Regions from separate parts of the Sus scrofa genome. Here regions 1 and 3 are each linked to region 2. Evidence: chromatin contacts called from public HiChIP or PLAC-seq data. All regions are on one chromosome and are shown on one strand. Each heading gives the region's core, a stretch centred on a gene start, on an enhancer-like site or on the middle of the called end of the contact. The rest is flanking DNA. Distances are from core to core; before and after follow the strand shown. Region 1 holds the start of LBX2 (transcription factor LBX2). Region 2 holds the start of STAMBP (STAM-binding protein). Region 3 holds the start of INO80B (INO80 complex subunit B).

The links. HiChIP or PLAC-seq counts read pairs in DNA pulled down with a chosen protein or histone mark.
Region 1: a contact with region 2 is called in an H3K27ac HiChIP or PLAC-seq map of alveolar macrophages. The contact joins the promoter of LBX2 here to the promoter of STAMBP in region 2.
Region 3: a contact with region 2 is called in an H3K27ac HiChIP or PLAC-seq map of alveolar macrophages. The contact joins the promoter of INO80B here to the promoter of STAMBP in region 2. A contact is called at or near these places in 5 of 47 Hi-C or Micro-C datasets (alveolar macrophages, embryonic fibroblasts, heart right ventricle and 2 more) and 1 of 2 datasets of contacts at active chromatin or transcription factors (alveolar macrophages).

Annotation. Positions count from the first base shown.
Region 1 is chr3:68,548,951-68,551,650 of Sscrofa11.1, reverse strand. LBX2 (transcription factor LBX2) reads right to left here and starts at 1,432. Exons shown (of 2, transcript XM_003124997.3): 1 at 1,194-1,432; 2 at 1-155. The coding sequence starts at 1,398.
Region 2 is chr3:69,186,962-69,189,661 of Sscrofa11.1, reverse strand. It overlaps STAMBP (STAM-binding protein), which reads left to right and starts at 1,406. Exons shown (of 10, transcript XM_003125008.4): 1 at 1,406-1,517.
Region 3 is chr3:68,586,985-68,589,684 of Sscrofa11.1, reverse strand. It overlaps INO80B (INO80 complex subunit B), which reads left to right and starts at 1,364. Exons shown (of 5, transcript XM_003124991.5): 1 at 1,364-1,520; 2 at 1,752-1,944; 3 at 2,162-2,280; 4 at 2,449-2,618. The coding sequence starts at 1,463.

The sequences.
Region 1 (2,700 bases), core at 183-2,682, 640 kb after region 2:
CGCCGCCAACCCGTCGCGCTCGGACGGCGCCAGGTACTTCTGGAAGACGAAGCGCCGCTCCAGCTCCAGCACCTGCTGCGCGGTGAACGCCGTGCGTGACTTTCGCCGTCTGCGGCCGGCCGGGCCTGGGCCCAGCGCTCCCGGGGCCGCGCGGCCTGCGGGATAGGGCGGGGGTCAATCTCTAGCCTGCGAGAATCAGGCTTCGGTCCGGAAGGAAAAGCGGGGATCGAGCCAGCCAGGTGTGTGTGCTGGGAGGCGGGGAGGAGTTGGTGCGGAGAGAGAAGGCAGACGCGAGCCAGAACCCTGGTTCCCTGCCCAAAATTTGCGAGTGGCCGGGGGTGTATTTCAGCCCGGGGGGCGGGGGTGGGGGGAAATGGAACCGACCTCTAGGGTATGGGAGGCAGCAGGCTGAAGGCACCTTGCGGGGACAGGAAAGGGGAGGTGGGCAGGACAAGCCAGAGGAGACGTGGTGCACGGTCAGGCGTCTAGGGCCGGGCCTTTGAGGCCTTCCGGAGCCCCTGGCAGAGCGGGCTTGCGGGTCCGGCACCAGAGGCAGGGGGCAGACCATGATCAGAGTAGGGGTAGTCAATGCGCACGGTGAGTCTAACAGGACCGGACCGAGCCCTTCTTTAGACTCGTGGGTGGTGTCGGACACTCTCAGCTTATTCTTTTTTTGGTGATACGGGCCCCCCCTCCTCGACCCCAAAAGGATGAAAGTGGGGGTACAAAGGGCGAGGAAAGGTGGAGTCCGGAGTCCCGCGGCCTTTGCGGCTTCGGGGACCCTCTGCTCCCTGCGCCCTCTAGAGAAGAGAGCGATTTGGAGCGGAGCTTAGGTACCCGGAGAGGCCTGAACATCGTCTCCCAGCACTTTGTGCGCCGCCGTTGCCCTAGCTCACTCATTTACAGGCTCTGGCCCAGGCCTTTTGTCTCCTCTCTGGCCTTTCTCTGCTGCGACTGCCCCGCCTACAGCGGACCGCGACCCACGCACAGGTCGCTCAGTTCTCGACCGACCGGCGGCCTCTGAGAGCGGCCGCGGAGCCTGGGAACTAACGGAGGGGAGGGGAGGAAGAGGCCAGCCCTGGCACGTGGGCTGAGGGCACGGTTAGGGTAGTGGCCGAGTCGAGACCGGTAACCTGGAGGAGAGAAGTAGGGAGACGGCCAGGTCACAGTGCGCGACCTCGCCGGCGCTGTACCTTCAGAGGGCTGCGGCGCGTGCCCGTCAAGTCCGCGGAAAGTTTTACTAGTCAGCTCCTCCAGCGCGCACAGCGGCGACCTGGGACCTGGGCTCGACTCTGGAAGCTGCGACGCAGAGGGTCCTCGGGGAACCAGGCGCGAGCCTAGGATGTCTGCGATGCTGAAGGGTGTCCGGGGTGTCCCGGGCTCGGATCCCGAGCTCATGGCCAGCGGGGCTGTGGCGGTGCCGCCGCTGGCCGCCCTCGGCTCCGCAGCTGCCTGGGCCCTAGCTCGGCTCCCGATCTGGGCCCCCCGCCTCGGACCCGCCCCCCGCGCTGGGCCAGACCCTCGTGTGCCCCTCCTCCTGCGCCCCCACCTCCCAACTCCGGGCCGCGGTGGGTCTGGAGTTGGTAGATGTCCCGACAGCGGTATTTCTAGAGGGCGGGGAGATGCGGAGAGAAACCCGAGGAACAACCCACCAAGCCGGGCCGCCGGGCTGCTCTGCGCTGCCGAGCGTGGTCCGGTGTACACTCGGACCTTTCCTGGGCGGCCCCCAGATTCTGTGTACCACAGACTCCCCGCCTAGCCGCAGCTCTGGCTCATAAACTTGTCGGCAATAAAATTGCTCTCCCTGGCCCCAACTGCTGGGAATTTGCAAAATTCCGAGGAGGGAGACAGAGAGCTGACAGAGCTAGGATCCCCAGTCTCACCTAGTAGGGACCTCTGTCTCCCGACCTGGCCCCCTCGTCCCGCCCCACCCCTGCGGAACGCTCTTAAAGAGGTCCAGCGGCTGGAAGTTATTAGCGCGGCTCTGGGGGCTGGGGGACTTGGAAGGACCTGGCCGGGCGGGCGGAGCGACTGCAACCGGGAAAGGTGGGGATGCCATGGGGAAGCCAGCGCAGGTGAGTGGACTCTGCCGGCTCTCTGGCTGAATCCAGGGCTGTCCTGCCTTGGCTCAGAGGCCCTGGCAAGTCCAAACACGTGGAGAAGGGGTCAGAGACCCGATTCTCAGGAGGGAGGACACAACAAACCCAAGCTAGTGCTACTGCCTGGAAGGGTCTTTGCCAGTGAAGACTGGCCTCCACCAAGAGCCTCCTGGTTACTCTTTTGATCTATGAGTAGTCCATCTGTCTTTGTCTTATTAAACTCCTTTGGTTGGAGTAGGGGTCCTTCAGCCTGGGGAGGCCCAGAAACCACACAGCATCAGCAGCATTGGGAGCAGCCACTGGTCACTGCCCAGGATCAGCAGGATCGCTCCCTATAGAAGTGTGACTTGAAGCGCAGACTTCATCTGCCCAACCAGATCCTGGGACGGAACCCCTACCAACTCAGGGACAAATTCTAAGGCCTGAGATATTCATTCCTATTTTATCCATGTCCTATCTTTCTCTCTTCTCTCCCACACCTATTCCAGTTCTGGGCTTACACCACAGCCCTCCTGTGTAGGAATAAGACAGCTCTGGGACAACACTGCTCACCAGTGGAGGCTCAACAAGGCAAGGGTTTTATTCACACGTCACATCCCAA
Region 2 (2,700 bases), core at 157-2,656:
CGCAGACGCGGCTCGGATCCCGCGTTGCTGTGGTTCTGGCGTAGGCCGGTGGCTACAGCTCCGATTAGACCCCCTAGCCTGGGAACCTCCATATGCCGCGGGAGCGGCCCTAGAAAAGGCAAAAAGACAAAAAAAAAAAAAAAAAAAAAAAAAGTTTACACAATGAAATTTACTTTTTTGATAAGATTTTAATTTTTTCTATTATAGTTGATTTACAATGTTCAATCAATTTCTACTGTACAGCAAAGTGACCCAGCTATACACACACGTATATACACCATCTTTTTCTCACGTTATCCTTCATCGTATTCCATCACAAGTGATTAGATATAGTTCCCTGTGCTATACAGCAGGATCTCATTGCTTATCCACTCCAAATGCAATAGTTTGCATCTACTAACCCCAAATTTCCAGTCCATCCCACTCCCTCCCCCCAAAATGAAATTTACTTTTAAAAACTTATCTTTCGCTGCCTATGGAATGTGGAAGTTCATGGGCCAGGGATCGAATCAAGCTTCTGGAGAGATAGTGATGGATCCTTAACCCAGGGCGCCAAAAGAGAAGTCTGAAATTTACTTTTAGATTCTACTAGTGGAAACCGCTAGAATGACTGCTCATCTACCGAATTACTCTTCCTCTGAAAACCTTGCCAACAGCCAAGATGGACCTTAACAGCCAAGGAGTCCACTGCGGCCTCTCTGGCCACAAAGGTTTCTCTGGACACTAAGTTTCTGAATGTGGCAATGAACAAAACTAAGGTGAAATCGAGCTGAGAATTGAGTAATTTCTAAAAATAAGTGAAGGAAAATTCACAGAGAGCAAATTTCCACACAGAGAAGACCCGAGGATATGTATTTAGCTATAAAAATAAAAGTAAAAACACAGCTCATCTCCTGATTTTCCAATGACATTCATTCAGACACACCTAGTAGAAGATATAGGGCATGGACAGGCTGATAGTGATAGGGGTCAACTTGCAATCAGTTTTAATAGAGTTTGTACAGTTTTCTCCAAAGAACTGGGACAAGGTAGCTTTCAGAATTGACATAAGCATTTAACACACCTCACAAATATGAAGGACGTGAAGGCATGGGGTAAACCTGAGTGACCAGACTCTAATTCCAAAAAATGTATGCTTTATGTAATAGATTTTATTTGATTCCATACTTTCTAAGCTTGTTTAAGATATGTTGCATTACAACTCGTGTAGCTTTTCACTCGGAGGGAATGCATCGGTCCATTTACGGTGTTCGTATTAATCTAAAAACAAAAGTTAGCTGGGTCCTTTATTTGTTTCCCACTCCTTCCGCGCTGATTTTCCTTTACCAAAATGGCCTCCCCCCAGCTCTCTTCTCATTGGTGGGTTTTTTTCCGCAGGTGACAGCTCTAACCCCGCCCCCAGACACTGCCCCGGGTCCTAAGTTCTTGGGAGTTTAACTGATAGCCCAGTTGGAGGGGGCGGGGCGGGGGCCGGATGTGACGTTTACGGAAGCTCCGAGAGTCATTCGCGGGGACAGGTGGGGAAGGGTCCCGGGAATGTGGTGGGGCTTGGGTGCTGAGCGTGGTCTGACAGTGACGCGGAGTGGCGGCCGTGAGTGTGGGACCTGCAGCCCACTCCTCCCCGCACCGCCTGCCCAGCCCTCTGCGCGCGAGTTCCCTGACGGCTCCGGTGCCCAGTCGGGCCCAGCGCGCCCCCGCCTACCTCATGGGCCCTTATGCTGTTGTCAAGAGGTCCCTCTCCGCTGTATACGCCCCCATCGCTCTTCCCGCTGCTTCCTTTTTCCTTCTCATGTTTACCCCTTGGTCCTTTACGGCACCACCTCTCTGGAGTATTGCTCAGCTCTGTAGTACTGGGCACCACCTGCTGGTCTCGGGAGTGGATTCCATTCGCGACAAAAATATCCTCTACAGAGAGACAGGGAAGAGCAACGAGCTTCCTCTGTTTCAGATAGCTTTGATGGGCTTTGCCCTGAATTTACTAATTAGACAACTGGGGGAGGTTTTAGATTTGCTAGTGGCTTTCTGAGCCCTTAAAAAGGCTCCTTACAGGAGACAGAATGCCTCTACATCCCTGGTAGTCCCCACAGCTTTTGTACTATGGGGGTGTATGAGAAGCAGCAGCTTGGTGGAGAAAGTGTCACTTAGAGATAGAATTGGCCTGGAGAAAACTATCTCTTAGGGAGGGGTTGGAGTGGAAAACAACAACAGTGTATAGACAAATGAAACTGAAATGTAAAGGTTTCTAGGCAGATATGAATCATGACTGAAGCAAAAGATCTCTGTGGGGAATGAGTAAGGTTTAAGATTCAAAGGAAAAAATGGGCCATTTGACACAGGGTCTTGAATTTCAAAACCTGTGGTAGCTTGTGTATATTCTAGAACATGCTGGTTAGGGTGTGCTGTAATTCAGTATGTAAGGTTGGAAGTTAGAATCTGATTCTAGCAGTAGCAATATCCAGAAAGATTCTAGAGGGGTTCCTTGGTGGCTCAGTGGCTTAAGGATCTGGTGTTGTCACTGTTGTGGCTTGGGTCACTGCTGTGGCACAGGTTCGTTTCCTGGCCTAGGAACTTTTGCATGCCCTGGGCCTGGCCAAAAAAAGAGAGAGAAAGATTGTAGATTACTGCAGTATGAGTCCCAGGTGGTGTTTTGTTGTGTTGTGTTTTTTTTTTTTTCTTTCAAGTTACCTTTGTGTCCTTTTG
Region 3 (2,700 bases), core at 115-2,614, 600 kb after region 2:
TTTTTCTAATTATAAATGTGATATATATTGACTGTAAGAAAATTCATTGCAAAAAGTACTAAGCAATATTTAAAATTAAAAAAAAAGGAGAGGAAAGTAAATTCACTACGGATCTAAATAGTGAAAGTTCCCCAACTCCAGCTTCTAAAGATAATCACCATTAATGGCACAGTATACATTCCTTAATTTTTTTCTATGATAGCATAGTATGCCTTTTTAAATGGGATCATAACATCTTAAAACTTGCTTTTTTTATTTCATATGTCAGCCACACAGACCTCATTGACCTCACAGACCTTGTTTCCTTTTTTTTTTTTTGCTTTTTCTTGGGCCGCTCCCACGGCATATGGAGGTTCCCAGGATAGGGGTTGAATCGGAGCTGTAGCCACAGGCCTACGCCAGAGCCACAGCAACGCGGGATCCGAGCCGTGTCTGCAACCTACACCACAGCTCACGGCAACGCCGGATCGTTAACCCACTGAGCAAGGGCAGGGACCGAACCCGCAACCTCATGGTTCCTAGTCGGATTCGTTAACCACTGCGCCACGACAGGAACTCCTGTTGCCTTTTTTTTTAACTAAGTAAAGCATGCACATGTTTTATACAAACTTCAGTAGGCACGAAAGGGTATTTTATGAAGAATAAATTTCCCTTTGCCCTCAACCATCCATTGGAATTGCTGTCACCAGTTCCTTGAGTAGCCTTCTGGGGTTTCATTTCTTTTTATAGCAACATAGCTTCCCATTGTATAGATGTATCAAATTCATGATTTTTTTTTTTTTTTTTTGGTATTTCAGTAGAGGCACACTTAGATTGTTTCCAATACTATTATCCACTAGGATCTAATTTCCATGTCGATCTTATCAATTACTTACCAGTTTTTAGCTTTTGTTAGCAACAGGCTGTTCTAGATTGGACAGAGGCACCATAATTCATTTAACCATTTCTCTACTGATGAAAATTTGGGCTTAAAAACCATTTGCCCTGCTTTGGGGCACTTGTACTGTCAAGGCTTTCTGCCATTTTGCCCGCAATATCGTTATCTTACGTACTCCTCCAAACTGCACATTCCTTCAAGGCAGAGAGAAGTGCTCATACTCATCTTTGTATTCTCATAACCTGGATCCGAATTTGGTCCGGACCATACGTCCATCACGCTTGAGTGTAACAATAATTGAATCGCCCGCGCTGAGTTCTGATCTTAATTGTGGCGATGCGGAGCCAGCTGACAGCTCCCGCCAGTTCGAGCGGTCCGGCCCTCAGAGATACCGGAACTTTTGCTGGAAGGACTGTTGTTTCTCCCGGAGAATTTTAGCCGCAAAGTGTGCCCCGCACAAGCATGGTTGCTACGCACCGGAAGTAGCCGATTTTTTTTTACTGGAGTTAAGTTATTCCGCGGGGCGGAAAAGGTGTGTCTGCATGTGTTCGGACTATTTCCAGCCCCCTTTCCTCGCAGGGCCCCATGAGTAAGCTGTGGCGGCGCGGGAGCACCTCTGGGGCTATGGAGGCCCCTGAGCCGGGTAAGAGCGGGTCGATAAAGCAGCTTAGGCCTTCGCAGAAAAGGAATCTCTTTCTTGCTTCTCGGAGATGTCTGGGCGCCTCGCTACAGGTGGGAAGGAGAAAGGCGGGGCCGTTGTTATGGTAACAACGAACACCGCAGGAAGAGTAGGACCCCTCGGGGGTAGTGGGTTCTTCAGCGCTTTCCTTGCCCGGCTCCCGCTATACACGGTTGACAGGCTCTCCTTCCGCAGGGGAAGCCCTGGAGTTGAGTCTGGCAGGTGCCCACGGCCACGGAGTGCACAAGAAAAAGCACAAGAAGCACAAGAAGAAGCACAAGAAGAAACACTACCAGGAAGAGGAGGCTGGGCCCACGCAGCCGTCTCCTGCTAAGCCCCAGCTCAAACTCAAAATCAAGCTGGGCGGGCAGGTCCTGGGCACCAAGAGGTGAGATCAAGAAAGCAAGGTTTTACCTGGGGGACTTTAGAAACAGGTAGAGATAGGAGACGCTGGCTGGGCTTTCTAGTAGACGGAGAATGGACACTGTGACTTCAGGGCCCAGATTAATGGAGCAAGAACCCAAAAGGGTGTAGGGAAGGCTGGACGGATTGAGCAGGGAGAGACAATTGATTGCTCAGCTTACAGAGTTGTTGCTTCTCTGCAGTGTTCCTACCTTCACTGTGATCCCTGAGGGCCCTCGCTCACCTTCTCCCCTTATGGTTGTGGACAACGAAGAGGAACCTATGGAAGGAGTTCCCCTTGAGCAGTACCGTGCCTGGCTGGGTGAGAAGGATTTGGAGGTGGAAAAATTGGGTTTCTCATTATATCTGGTTAAGGGAAGGAGGTTTGTTCTGAGGAAGGTGAGGATTTTGAGTGTCCCAGTACTAACTTGGCCGAATTGGGTTCCCCATCTGAACAATTCTACTTTAGCTCTCCACCTTTCCTTTCCAGATGAAGACAGTAATCTGTCCCCCTCCCCACTTCGGGACCTGTCCGGGAGCCTAGGGGGTCAGGAGGAAGAGGAGGAACAGAGGTGGCTGGATGCTTTGGAGAAGGGGGAGCTTGATGACAATGGAGATCTCAAGAAGGAAATCAATGAACGGCTGCTCACTGCCCGACAGGTAAGTTGGTTCATTCTTTATTCAGTTACCAAATACACATGGAGAACTTTCTGTGTTCCAAGAACTTTGCTAGGCAGCAAGA